2 separate regions of the Triticum aestivum genome follow, and region 1 is linked to region 2. A link is a contact called in public Hi-C data. All regions are on one chromosome and are shown on one strand. Each heading gives the region's core, a stretch centred on a gene start, on an enhancer-like site or on the middle of the called end of the contact. The rest is flanking DNA. Distances are from core to core; before and after follow the strand shown.

What was found. Hi-C and Micro-C count contacts between places; a contact is called where the count stands out from the background.
Region 1: a contact with region 2 is called in a Hi-C map of leaf, with 2.5 times the contacts expected there. The contact joins the promoter of LOC100192144 here to the enhancer-like site in region 2. A contact is called at or near these places in 2 of 5 Hi-C or Micro-C datasets (leaf and an unstated tissue).

Annotation. Positions count from the first base shown.
Region 1 is chr7D:430,976,667-430,983,812 of IWGSC CS RefSeq v2.1, forward strand. LOC100192144 (WRKY transcription factor 22) reads left to right here and starts at 4,483. Exons shown (of 2, transcript XM_044583742.1): 1 at 4,483-5,074; 2 at 5,176-6,045. The coding sequence starts at 4,635. The coding sequence ends at 5,806.
Region 2 is chr7D:430,767,430-430,774,274 of IWGSC CS RefSeq v2.1, forward strand. It overlaps LOC123164931 (protein SWEETIE), which reads left to right. Exons shown (of 48, transcript XM_044582547.1): 41 at 1,122-1,219; 42 at 1,335-1,425; 43 at 1,529-1,664; 44 at 1,987-2,297; 45 at 2,379-2,522; 46 at 2,608-2,772; 47 at 2,862-2,987; 48 at 3,251-4,756. The coding sequence ends at 4,198. Among protein-coding and RNA genes, the nearest start is that of LOC123164931, 31 kb to the left of the region's middle. Within about 2 kb of position 5,017, at least 1 of the 8 cell types and tissues checked has an H3K27ac peak or open chromatin away from gene starts, as enhancers often do.

The DNA of each region.
Region 1 (7,146 bases), core at 3,233-5,732, 210 kb after region 2:
TGCGCCAAAGTGCCCACATCGGCACCGCAACCGGCCGAGCGGCGCAGCCCAAGGCCGAACTCCAAACACGATTACACGGGCTCAACCGTCCGCAGGCCAGGCCAGTTTCCTCCGCGTCCATCCGTCCTCAAAAGGCAAGGCGGCCTTGTCAGCACCCGCAGCCAAGGGATATGCCGCCGTCAGCCGCTCCACGCGCGCCAGCGCGATCGATCGGCTTGACCGTCAACGCGCGGCGCGTTTACACCGTGGGCTGCTGCGGCCGATCAAAATCTTTGCGTACACTACGCTTGGCTGATGTCACTGGCGCCGGTCAATCAGAACCGCTCGTCATTTTTGGTTTTTGACGACCTGACCCGATTGCGTGCCCGCGCGATGCTCTTTTCACGCGTATACGCGACGGGGAAAAAATCGTCGTTGGAAGTTGGAACGGTGTCTAAAGACAGCGGATGGGGGAGCGGATACAGGAGGGATATCGATCATTGATTTGGGAAGATGTGTGAGAAATAAATGTCGGGAAGAAGATGAAGATATTCACCGCTGGCATGGCAATCTTGTGTGGGGCCCGTCGCTGACATGCTTGCGTCTTACCGGAGGGTGGCTAGCCGGGCACTGTCAAGACTTGCCTTTTCTGATTTTGTTTCAGTCGAATAGGTGGCAAACTAGGCACCGGCAAACATAGTAATTTTGGGCGACTAAACTGTTCATGTTGTTCTATCTTCTGCAGTCAAACGCTATGGCCAGAAGAACACCACCACCCTAGTCCCAAGCTAGTCAAGGCAACTCGGTAATGATGCTACGATGTGCATCTAGGCGGTGTCGAGGTTAAATTATCTTCTCTAATAATGGAACATAGATTAATTACCATCGTCCTATTTCAGCTTCAAGCAATATGTTCGGAGAAAGGATGGTAAATACCAAAAAGGAAAAAAATATTCTTAATTTATAAGTTCACATGAATGTCATCCAAATATAAATTTTCATTCGGACACGAAAAGAGGATAATATGAATTTCATTCAAATATAAAGTTCATATAATATTCGGACGGGAAAAAGGGGATTGCTAAGTTAGCGACAGACCATGCGCCGCCCTCCTCTGGCGACACGGGGGTAGGCACACCCGCCACCGCAGGGAACCCCCGCCTCTGTCTGCTACCACTGCGCCGCCGTCGGAGAGCAGGCCGGCGAAGCCGTGCCGCCCCTGGATGGTGGCGGCGGAGCAGATCCGTCCCTCCCACGTGCACCCCCACCCTCGCGCTGCGCCCCAAATCCACCAACCGCCGCCATCGGGGCACTCCCCCCTCCGCCCGCTCCCGCTGCGCCGCTGCCGGAGGGCCGACCAGCGAGGCGTGTCGTGCCCTCGGATGGTGAAGGCGGGGCATAGCCGTCCCCCATGCACCCTCCCTCCCGCCTCGCATCCCCAAGCTTTTGTGCGGACGAACCCCTCCCAGCTACTGCTCGCTCCTGCAGGTCCAACGGCGAGCGTGACGTGCCTGGCCATGGCCATGGGCACCCTCCCCTGCAGTACTTCCCTCCTCCCGTACGCGACACGGCCCAGCCCTGCTGATGCCGTTGTTGGCCATGGGTTGGGCAAGGGGACTGCCGCCCGGTCAAGGGGGTGTTCGCAGCCTGCCTTCCATGCGCAGGCGGCCCCCTCTCGTCTCCGGCGGCGCTACCTTCCCCAAGCCACGGTGACGACTCATGTGGAGGCAACGAGACTACAAGGATAGTGGCAGTCACGAAGCTCCTCAAGGCGGGTTCTTGTTGGCACTGTTTCAACCCGGCGACTTTGGACCCGCGTCTCTCCGGTTTCCATGGTTGTCGGCGTCCTCTGCCGGGCGCCTCCGGCCTCGGGGACCAGCAACTACGTCCCTTCCAGCTCGCATGGCTCCCCGATGTCCCGACGGCTATGGCCACAACATTTAGGGTTTGCGTTCCTCTAGTCCTAGATTGCCGGCGTTGCCGTTCACCGTCGCCCCACCCCCTCATGGTTTGCTTCGTTGCCTGCCCTATGTTGGACATCTCAAAGCCCTTTCTTTTTGCCAGATCCAATGCTCGCGTGTTCGGAGGTGGTGCCACCCATCGACGGCAGGTGCAGCCCCGCCAACCCCTTCCTACATGGTGGCTCCGACCAGCGTTTGGCTCCTCATCTTCCTTTCCAATTACGGTGGCGATAGGATTGCTTATTCAGGCCAGGGAGAAATCCCTGCTCGGCTTGCCAGTGCTGGCGGCGGCGGCGTGTGCGTACATCGTTCCCATCTTGGAGCCGCTGTCAAGGCCCTTGGCTGGGCCCCTCTTCGAGCTCAGGGAAAACCGTAGGTCTGGTTCCTCTGGATCGGATGGCGACGGCGTCTCAACGTCGTCTTCTTTCTTGAAGGCGCTATCTTGCTCGCTCACGGTGTCCCCAGTTTTGGATCTGTCGATGTTGGTGTTCTTGTTGGTTCAGCATTGCTGTTCTTGGTTCGGGTTTGGTAGATTTTGTTGTGATGTATCCTCTGTACGGGCCGAGCATCCCTTGTCTCTCTGCCTCGGGCATCATGTTCATGCCTGCATGCGTTCGTGTCATTTGTTGTATCCTTTTATGTACTCATTCTACTCCTTCTATCAATGCAAGGATACACAAGCTTTGTGTATTCCTGAAGAGAAATCATTCAAAATACTGCAGGAATATCCACGTAAAACTTATGTAGTGCAGAAAAGAATTATCAGCCTCGGGCAAGTCACTTCTCATTTTGTAAATATTTATATGTGCTTTGAAAAAGAAAACATGACACAATAGACAGTGCATTATAAAAACTCCAATGGCGTCACACAAGGCAGCCTAGAAATTCTACCGAACGCCATCATACTTGTCGCGTTATAATGGGTTGATAAACTTCAAATCATGTGTTAGAAATGGCCAATAAGCGGCCTAGAAAATCAACCTGACGCCATTATATATGTCACGTTATACGAATGTATTGCGCCGATAAGTTGTGCATTATATAGTGTAGTCAATGGCCAATAAGCGGCCTAGAAAATCTACCTGACGCCATCATACATGTCGCGTTATAGTGGGTTGATAAAGTTTATAACATATAGTGTTATAAATGGCCAATAAGCGGCCTAGAAAATCTACCTGGTGCCATCATACTTGTCGCGTTATAGTAGGTTGAAAAAGTTCACATCATATAGTGTTATAAATGGCCAATAAGCGGGCTAGAAATTATGACGCCATCACATTATGTCACGTTATACGAAGTATCGCGTTGATAAGTTGTGCATTACAGTGTTGCCAATGGCCAATAAGCGGCCTGGAAATTCTATCTGACGACATCATATTTGTCGCGTTATACGAGTGCATCGAGTTGATATGTTTTATATCACATAGTGTTAATGGCCAATGAGTTGCCTAGAAATTCGACCTGGCGCCATCATATCGTTCACAGTATATGAATACAGTAAGTTATACATTTTATATTACACACTGTTATCAATGGCCAATGAGGGGCCTAGAAATTCGACTGGACGCCATCATATCGGCCGCGTTATACGAATGCATTAAGTTGCTATATTTTAGATTACACAATGCTATCAATGGCCAATGATCGGCCTACAAATTCTACCTGACGCCATCATATTTGTCGCGTTATACGAATGCATTGAGTTGATATATTTTATATTACACAGTGTTATCAATGGACGACAAAGCGGCCTAGAAACTGGACCTGACGCCATCATATCGGTCGCGTTATATGAATGCATTAAGTTGATATATTTTATATTACATAATGTTATCAATGGCCAATGAGCAGCGTAGAAATTATACTTGACACCATCATATTTGCCGCGTTATAGAAATGCATTGAGTTGATATATTTCTCTTACACATTGTTATCAATGGTCACTGAGCGGCTTAGAAATTCTACCAGACGCCAAGCGTTATATGGATGCATTGCGTTGATGTAATGTACATTACACGATGTTATCAATGGCCAATGACTGGCTTAGAGAAATTCTACCTGACGCCATCATATCTGGCGCTTTATACGAATGTATCGTGTTGATATATTATATATTACATAGTGTTACGAATGACCAATGCGCATCCTATAGAAATTAAACATCGGTAAGCAAATAATTTACACGGTAGAATATTCGCAAGAAAAAAGAATAATCGCAAAAAATATACTCATTGCCATATGAGTACTGAAAGAAAATAAAAAAGAAAAAAAAACTGTACGTTCACATGTGTTGCGCTCTTGCTCCTCCAGCAACGGTGAAAAAGGTCCCCACCAAAAAAAAGAGAGAAAGAAAGCAACGGTGAAAACATATTCCTAGAATCGACCGTGCTCTGTCCCCCCCTGCCCTCTCACTCTCTCACCCCTTTGACTTTGTCGCAAAAGTCAAGTGGGGACCTTGCCCCACCCCTCCAGAGACCACGAGGCCGGCTCCCGATAAAACGCAGCCCCCTCGCCCCCCTCTCTCCTCCTTTTCAGACACCACGAGCGAGGCCGGATCCAATGCCCATCCCCACCACCACCATCTCTCTCCTCCCACCAACAGCGCCAACAATAAACTAGAACCAAAAGTCAGCGCCCCCCTCCTTTCCTTCCTCCATAGCCAGCAAGAACCAACTCTCCCCGCGCGAGCCGACCATGGACAGGGACGCCGGGTGCTACTACCTCGGCGGCGGAGGCGGCAACGACTGGGACCTCAACGCCGTCGTGCGCTTCGCCTGCCGCGGCCGCGTCCTCCCGCCGCCGCCCTCGGAGGACCCCTTCTCCTCCTTCTTCCCCCCGCCCGCGCCCGTCGTGGAGGACCACGGGATGCCTGACGCGGCGGCGTTGCTCCCTGATCCTCCCGTCGACGGGGGCTCTGCTGCCGTCGACGAGCTCTCCATTGCCTTCTTCGCGCCGTCCGCGGCGCTGCCGTCCTCGCCTCAGCCGCCGCCGCCGCCGCAGCAGCAGCAGCAGCCAGCGGCGCCAACGAACCAAGAAATGGTCCCGATGCAGCAAGACGAGGCGGTGCCGCCTCCGATGCTGCTGACCGCGGGCGGGCAAGGCCCTGTCGGCGAAGGGTCGAGATCCAAGAGAAAGTACGTCCCGAACACTCTGAATTTTTTCGAAATAAAATGTTGCTGGCTTATCGTGTATGCTTGTGCTCACGCGTGCGCGTGGATGGTTGGCGTCTGTGCAGGAAGAAGGTGGTGAAGAAGGTGGTGAAGCGGGTGGCGGCGGACGGCACGTCGGCGGACCCGTGGGCGTGGCGCAAGTACGGGCAGAAGCCCATCAAGGGGTCGCCGTACCCGCGCGGGTACTACCGGTGCAGCACCGACAAGGCGTGCGAGGCGCGGAAGATGGTGGAGCGCTGCCGCGACGACCCCAACTCCTTCATCCTCACCTACACCGGCGGCGAGCACAGCCACCCCGCCCCCGCCCACCGCAACTCCCTGGCCGGCACCACTCGCAACAGGCAGCAGGCGCCGGAACCTGCTGCCGGACAGAGCGCTCCCGCCGCCAAAGCCAAGGAAGAGTCGTCGTCGGCGGCGGCGGAGCCGAGCCCAGCGCAGTCGACGTCGGGCGGGATGTCCCCGACGACGCCCCTGCGCACGCCCTCCATGGAGGAGTACAACCAAGACTCAGAATTCGACGAGGCCGCCGGCGGCGCAAGTCAGCCGCCCATGGACGTCGAGAAGGACCGCGAGGATGAGCTGCTGAAGATATTGGAGGGGTGCGTGCACGGCGGCGACTCCAGCATCGTCGTCGAGGAGACGTTCGTGGTCACGCCGTGGGTCACGGCCCCCGGCGGCGCGGCCGGGTGGAGTTGACTCCGCCGTTACCGTCCGTACATTGCCATATATAGCAGCATGCTGTTCATTATAATCCTGGCTCGTTGCAGCAGCAGCGGTAGCAGTAGAAACATAAGAAAAGAAAAGAAAAAAGATAGAGGTGGAAGAGAGCATCTGATCCATGCTACAACCCCAGTGCCAGCCGGCCAGTAGTTATTCGCCTAGTGTAATTAAGTGCTAATTAGCTCTGGAGTAATACAGTAGCGAGTGTTCTTTGATGGCTTGATTAGAGTATACTGCATGTATAATTAAACCAAACCCAAAGACAATGTTTTCTTCTTCTTCTTCTTTCTTGACATGTTTGGGCCATTCAATGGCTGCCTAGCTTTATCTAGAGGTTTTTGGTGCTACATTTGTGCGTGCACTAGCTAGACTGATCATCATGATACAGTCCCAGTTGCACCCAGGTGATGGAGCAAGAAGGGTGAGATAAAGGGAGGACAGAAATGGAAGAAAGGAAGGGGAGTTGGTGCATGGTGTGGGTGGCTCCCCTTGTCTCTTCCCTTTCACTGTGTGCCCAATTTGTGTGTGTAGTGGCTTTCTGGCTGCAGTGCAGTTATGCTTTTGCAGATCAGGACCATGTTGCTCCGGCCCAATGGATGGTACCTTTTGATTCTCGGATCTCGGTCCTATGTGTATTGGAACGTACTGCTGCTGCAACCAATCCTCGTTTACCCAATTTTCATGTTGCTCTTCTCAGTGAATTCAGTGTTTAGATGTTGGTTTCTTTGGATACTGATGAAGTACATGGCGTGTAAATCCTTATGAAAATATGGCCTTTTTCGGTTGAATGTGGATGTATAAGAGCCATAGCACATTTTCCCCCGAACCATGTATAAGAGTTAGGTGTCAATTCATTACGAGAGAAAAAGATACATCGCCAAAAGGCGAGGTCCTACAACGCCAAAGAGGCATGACCCGAAAAGAAAGAACCTAAATGACCTAAGATCAATACCCAAGAGAATCGGATCCACGAGTTGGAGACGAGCAATCCTAGCTTAGGTTGCATCATACGAAATGAAAAGGTGAGAAACATCTACTGCAAGAGCCTAGACACCAGTCAACTGTAACACAACCCAAACTCGACAGCCATGACGATGACAACGACTAACACACAAGCACCCAGTGACAAAATCACAACCAAACATAAAGACAACACTACTTGAATGACCCTAGGCGCAACATCGCCCAACAACAACGCCACCGTTCCATCACTACCAGACCAACCGTCACCTAAGCCGTAGATGAGGCGCCATGAAGGTGGGCGAGCACAAACTAGAGGAAGAGGGGGCACAAGCAAGCACCTATGATGAAGTCCA
Region 2 (6,845 bases), core at 3,767-6,266:
CATTGATTGTGCTGATCTGGGAGAAACACTATGTGAGATCAGGCGAATTAGCCTGATACATCTCTTGGCTAAGCTCTTTGGCTAGATGCTAGTATCGTGCCTCTCTCCTAAGCTTCCGGCAATTGTGCCTACAAACTAATGCACATTCATTTGTAGAACTCATAATCCATGACAACAGTGGCGGAGCCAGAAAATATGTATCAGGGGGGCCAAGTTCTGCAAAAACAAGTTAGGGAGGGCCAAACTATTGAAAAATAGATTTTCAGCAGCAAAAAATACTGATGTCACTGCTTGTAGCAAATTAGCAGCAAAATCCTACGCCGGGGGGGGGGGGGGGGTCCTGCCCCTGCTGGACTTTATGACGGTGCAACTGAGTGCTGCACCATCATGGAGTTTGCCCAGAGGTTTACAATCTTGTGCCCAGCTGTGTTAAGGCAGGTATTCAGACGGCTAGCCTGCCAGGATTGGTGTTGGACAGCGGAGTATCTGCCTAGGCACTAGCTACCACATGCTAATCCTTGTCTGCTGTTGGACCAAGCACCAGAAACGGTGCAACATCTCTTGATCGCAGCAGCTTTGGCGTGAGATTCTGTCATGGATTCAATCCACTGGACAGCCACCTGGGTCTGGAGATGACTTTGTAGAGCTGTAGATATTCACGATGCGCAGCATGCCCATGGTGCAATGGAGGGGTGTAGCCTTGCCATGCTCTACGCATAGTAGATTTAAGTGCCGAAATGCTGCCCTCTTCAACGATCGTCATCGCTAAGCTGATGTCTGCCATCCAAGCAGAGGCACGACTCTTGAGTGGCGGTTGGCACGAAGGGTTACAGTTCACATTACCATCCACGCCTAGTCTGTGACAACTTATTTAATTCTATCTATCAATGCATCAAGACCCGTGGCTTTTTTGTTATCTCAAGAAAAAAGGACTTGCTACTATTGTTTCTTTTTTGAATATAAGATCATCATTTATTCATGTGTGCTAAAAGCTTGTGGGAACATTGCACCTTTGTGCCATAAAAGTATTGCTGCTGGTTTGGAATTTGGGGCATCCGTTGATTTGCTCTATTTCAACATGCTTTCATGGCTATTTAACTAACACGTTTTTCCTCTTGAAGATTATAAGACTCTGCCCTGACAAGTTTTTTGAGGAGGAAGACTTTGTCTTTGTTGCATTAGAGTTATACTCTCATTGTCTTGCCATGGTACTTCGAAGGTATTTCTACCATAATGTACTTAACTCCGAATCCCATTTTATGGGCTCGTGATTATTTCTTCTTTCCTCAGCATAATATTGGCAATTGGTTCCTTTTTCTCTCTCATTGCAGCAGGGATGGAAATTCCCAGGAATTGCCAAGTAACAACTTACTTCCTGAACTATCTTCTGCAAGTGAGACTATGGGTTGCCGAATGAACAATAAGGTAGTGATATGACGCAACCCGAGCTAATATCTCTGACTGCGTGTAAAAATTCCTTATTGCCTTTTGTGACTTATGAAAGCTAATAGCTTAATTCATGTGGCAGCATTTGTGGAAGCTAATGATGGTACTGCTATCCACATCGCATCAATCGTCTCAACTAGTCTCGACTGATCAGTGCTTGTCAAATATCATCTCCTTTCTGCATAATATCTTGCCTTTCATGAAGAAGTGCTTTAGAGGTAGCATCTTCCTGTTGTTCTTGACCTACTTCCTTTAAGAGAACTTTTTGCTTGTGTCCGTACAATATCTGCATATTTCAGAATTTCCTTGAAAACATAATAAATATCTAAAATTGCTCTTAGTCCTTTCTGTATGCATCTCGAGGTTCAGTAAACTACTGGAGACTGGTCAAACCAGTCTGGAAAATACGAGTATCTATGTTTGCCATATGTACCAAAAACAGAATTTTGCCAAAAGGAAAATCATAGGTAGCTTTAAACTTTTCTGCCCGTAAGTGCTGACTGAAAAGGGCTATATATATTAATGTTGTCTGTTTTGCAGAAAGAGCTGAACCAGGTGATGTGCACACCAATCCGCAAGTTGCATTAGGAGCTTTGATTAGCCTGTTGGCATACTTCTGTACAGAATGTGATAATAGGATTTCAATGCTGGAAAACAAGATTTCTGATTCCTACAGGCTGTTGGCGAAGATACTATTTTTTTGTTCCGGAGAAGTCATTGCTCTTGCAAAACTTGTTCACGAGATTGAATTTCTTAATGAAAATGGTGCTAAGAATGATGTGCATATGTGTGGCAGCTTTAGGCATTGCATACACATTATTCAGGGATCACTTCGTAGCACCAACATGCAGGTATCTAACTGGCTTTGCCTACTATGTGCACCTAACATTTCAGATTGTGTTAGTAGCTAAGAAGATGGTTTGACCAATCAGGTTCAAATGCTGGGGATACATGTGCTGAAAACTTGTGCTCAGAGAGAGCTAACTGAAGTTTCACAAACAGAGACTCATTCTTTTATGATATTGCTTGGGGAATTACTAGGAGATGTGTTTGATTTGATGCAAACTGCATTGAAGGTACTGTTTGCAGCTGTATTAATTTTGATATTATTGACATTTCTACGAAATCAGATGGCATGCTTTGACAGCTTTCCTTCTCCAGAATTGTTCAAGCCAGGAATCTGTCAATGTGATTGATGATTGTTTAAAATTGCTTTTCCTCTTCCACACACTAGCACAATCACAGAAATACCAGCAAGAGGCTACAGTACTTCTGTTGGATGCCTTACTGATGGTTTTCTATTTGTCCGATGAGAATGCTTCACAGGTAGCAAATCGATATCTTTTTCCCAGTTTTATATCATGTGTATAGTATCAAGTTTGGTGTTAATGTCTGTCTAAGCGGATACCTTTCAGGAACTTACTGAAGTAAATACCATCTCCAAGAAGTTGTTCTCTCATTTTATTCAGATTCCGTCAGCCGCCATACAGATCAAAGATGTAATGCTGTCAGCACCACCTACAAAAAGACAGCAGCTTCAGGTATTGTGCATTAGTATATGCTTGTCATTCATCACGTGAATGTTTTTGTTTATACATCTTTTGGATCCTGATTTTCGTGATGGCTTCTAATTTTTTGTCACCTTGCGATCCATTCTCTTGTAATTTGAGATTACCTTCATGCTAAATATCCAGCTGCGATGCAGCTTTCTTTTGATGGGATGTGGGTTTGGGGCATCTTTTGATGTGCTAAATATCTGCATTCTTTGCATCTTAAAGCACTCTGCTCTTGCCTTTTGTTGTAGGACATGATCCGGGCTTCAGTAAGCCATGGTCAGATCATGGTGCCGTTGAATACGAGTGCACAATCACAGCAGAATGTTCAGGATAGCACTAAAAAACCTGTGTCTGTAGCCATAGCGTCTGGTGCTGATGCAGTCGAAGAGAAGGATGGAAATGAAGTTAGCGATGATGACTGGGATGATGATTGGGACACTTTCCAATCTCTTCCCGCAACTGCTGCCAAGGATGATGCAGATTCTGCTATAGTTGTTTCACCTATTCCTGAACAGGGCTCCGTTGCAAGTTCTCAAGAACAGATCCATCAGGGAAATACTAATCATGATATTGGTGATATGGATGTAGCAGTGGGCACAATAGAAGGCAGAAAATCTGCTGACAGAGTATTTGAGGAAGCCTCTGCTTCACAATGCTCTAGCCCTAAGCCACAGATCAATAGAGAATCCCTAGAGTCGTCATATGAAGATGATGATGAAGTTCCAAGATATCCAACAGTTGATTGCCTGGAGCAACCGGCGGATGTTCTGATGAATGATAAGACACTGAGTGAATTGCCGCAGGACCATGACAACCAGTTTGGTTGTAACGAAAGAAATAATGGTGACCTGGAAGATGAGGGCACTGATTCAGCTATCGAAGATAACAAGAAGGATGCTCTTCGAGGAACTCGAAGCTCCGAGGGAGATGCCCTAGATGAAAATATTGCTTGCAGAAATGATTCCACTAACAGTTTGAACAAGAGTTCAAATGTTGTGGTTAATGAGGGCAGCGACATGCCATCAACTGTTGATACCAAGGAGTCTGGGGAAGAGTTAGCACCTTCCTCTCATGTCCCTGGTACGACGAATGCTAGCTTATCTGGGAATGATATCAGTACAAGCAATGCAAGCGAACACCCTGGTAGTGCCGACACCAAACCAGAATCATCCGTAGGTGAAAGCTCAGAATCATAACTGAGAGGAACTTGTTGTAGACCACATACATCACTGTAGAGAATTGAAATATGCTGATCGGAAGATAGGAAATGAAAAACAAGGTTGGCCTAGCTGCAAGCACTTAATCCTCATTGCCTGACCTTGATGATACAATCGGCATGCTCAAGCCTGCAGTCTAAAAGAAGTGGCTGCCCTGAGGTGTGGTGAGATCAGAAGCATCGCTCCACGATAGAAGACTCTTGTTCATAGCTATGGGTAGCTTGGGCTTGCAAGTTTGGCCTAGTTATGACGTGGATTGTATTGTATGCTTGTTCTCACATGTTTGCTGTGGGTTTTGGTTGCATGCTGTAGAGTTTGTATATCGAAATTTTAATACTTGAGAGTTCAGACATCAGACGCTGGGGTGCACACATGTATCTACTGTGCAATTGCTGGCCTCATCTTTGTGTTGGGAATAGGAGGCCAGCTGATATCATGTTTGTATGGGAACCTGATCTACATCATGACATTTTGTTGACGTCATGGATATTCATTACTTATATATGAAGTCGAGTGCGTGTGTGGCTTGCATTTACTGATGTGTTTATGCGATGTTAGCATGCTATGCTTAAATTCAAGGCAAAAGGTGACCGTTATAACCTGTTAAAATACATAAAGTTTGATCCCTAGCACGTTGATTGTTCCCGAACGTCTGAGGACAACGATCGAGCGTGCACATACTTGAGATGTTCGGCCGGCGACGGGGTTCAGGCTTCAGAGTAGCTGAGGTCGCTGCCGTGGATAACAGTGGAACTCGCACCACCTCAAGATGACTGTCTGTCAGAGAAGCATGCCGATGTAGACATTGGCGGCGAGACAAGAGCTGAGCAAGATATGCCTCGCTTGAAATCGCCAAACTTCATCAACGAAAGTTTCTTCACGCTCGGGTGCTCGGGGCCCGTCTCTATTCCGGCCCTATATAAGTATTTGTCAAAGGAGAATCGATGTGGAACTTGAGCTCTGTCAATACCTGAACCTACCGCTGAAACCAGTCGTGGAGCCATTTTCACAGAGCCAAAAGAGGTTCAATCCAAAGCGCACAGTCATGCTCACGCCATATGAAGGCGTCACAAAACGTTCCTCGCCAAGGGCTGCCCTTGTAACGCGCAGACGCATCATCAAACGCACCTCCTTCCTTCCAGCACGGCCAGCAGCGAACCCGCAGCCGCACATGCGCGGACGGACACGTCCTCTTCAGCAAATAGCGAAAACGTAGATCGCACGGTTTGTTCCGAAAGCTGATCGAGTGAGCAGCATATTGATCATTCAGACGTTGATCAGTGACATGACCTCAGGAATGTGCCAACAGTACGTCGCCCAAAAGAGTTCTCCACAAAAAGATGATTCATTCGTCTATCCATCCGTCCATATTTCTGCCTGGGCAATGATAAAAATCTATTGGAGAAAGATGGTATGTCCAGCCTTCATTCGTCTCTGGCAATGATATATGATCTGTTGCGAACCACATGATCCATGTTAGGTTAGTGGATCACACCTATACCTGACCCTGTGGTTCCGTGCTGTTACTGGTGGATTTGGATCTCATTCATCCTCTCCCAGACGCCACAAACCTTTTTCTCCTTTGCACTTTCCATTAGAAGAAGCCAGAATGGAAAGGGCGATCTACGCACTGTGCATACCAGGTGGGAGTGGGGCATTGTGGATCACAGATGGAGTGGATGAGTATCAAAGTGCACACGGTTTATAGCTGGTCTTCTTCCGTCCATCGGTTTGAGATAGAGCTGTTTTGCATGGTCGGGATGGAAAGGGACGCTTGTGCCAACTTTGGAAAGGGGGCCTAGGCCCATTTCGGGATGGCATGATGACCTTGTGCGTGGGGCCTCACGTGTATTTGCATGAAGGGTTTGAAGCTTCCTGCGTCGATTCCTCATACGGAGAGGGGTAGAATAGCGAGCAGAGCTAACTGGACATGGTTACTGCGTGGCAACGGGAACGAGAAGCGGCATCGGGTTATCGTGCATGCCCCACAAAATTGGTTGAGGAAGAGGGCTCTGGCAAGTGGGCCCCACCCGTCAATGGAACGTGTGAAAATAAAATTTGCCGAAAGTTCAGTTAATGGCCTGACCGAGGACCATTTTGTGCAATTCTTGTTTACCTTCAGATTTTTTGTGGGTGTAAGAAAAGGGCGACAAGAATTGTTTCATAGTCATTTGCACCCATTATGTGCCCGTATAAAAAGTTCATCATATGGACGGGTTCGTTCCATCTTACAAGTTTATAAACTTTACAAATTGTTCCTGCCTCTCAAGTTCACTTAACCCTGATCCCCGAATTATTAGGAAGAGGAAGATGACATCGGGCTATCGTGCATGCCCCCACAATTGGTTGAGGAAGATGGCTCTGGCAAGTGGGCCCTCCCCGTCAATGGAACGTGTGAAAATAAAATTAGCCGAAAGTTCAATAAATGGCCTGATCGAGGACCATTTTGTGTAGTTTTTGTTTACTTTTGGACTTTTTCGTTGTTGCAAAAAAAAGGTGACTAGAATTGTTCCGTAGTGATTTGGACCATTATGTACCGTATAACAAGTTAATCACGTCGACTGGTTTGTTGCATTTTGCAAATTTATAGATTTTATAAATTGTTCCTGCCTCTCAAGTTCACTTG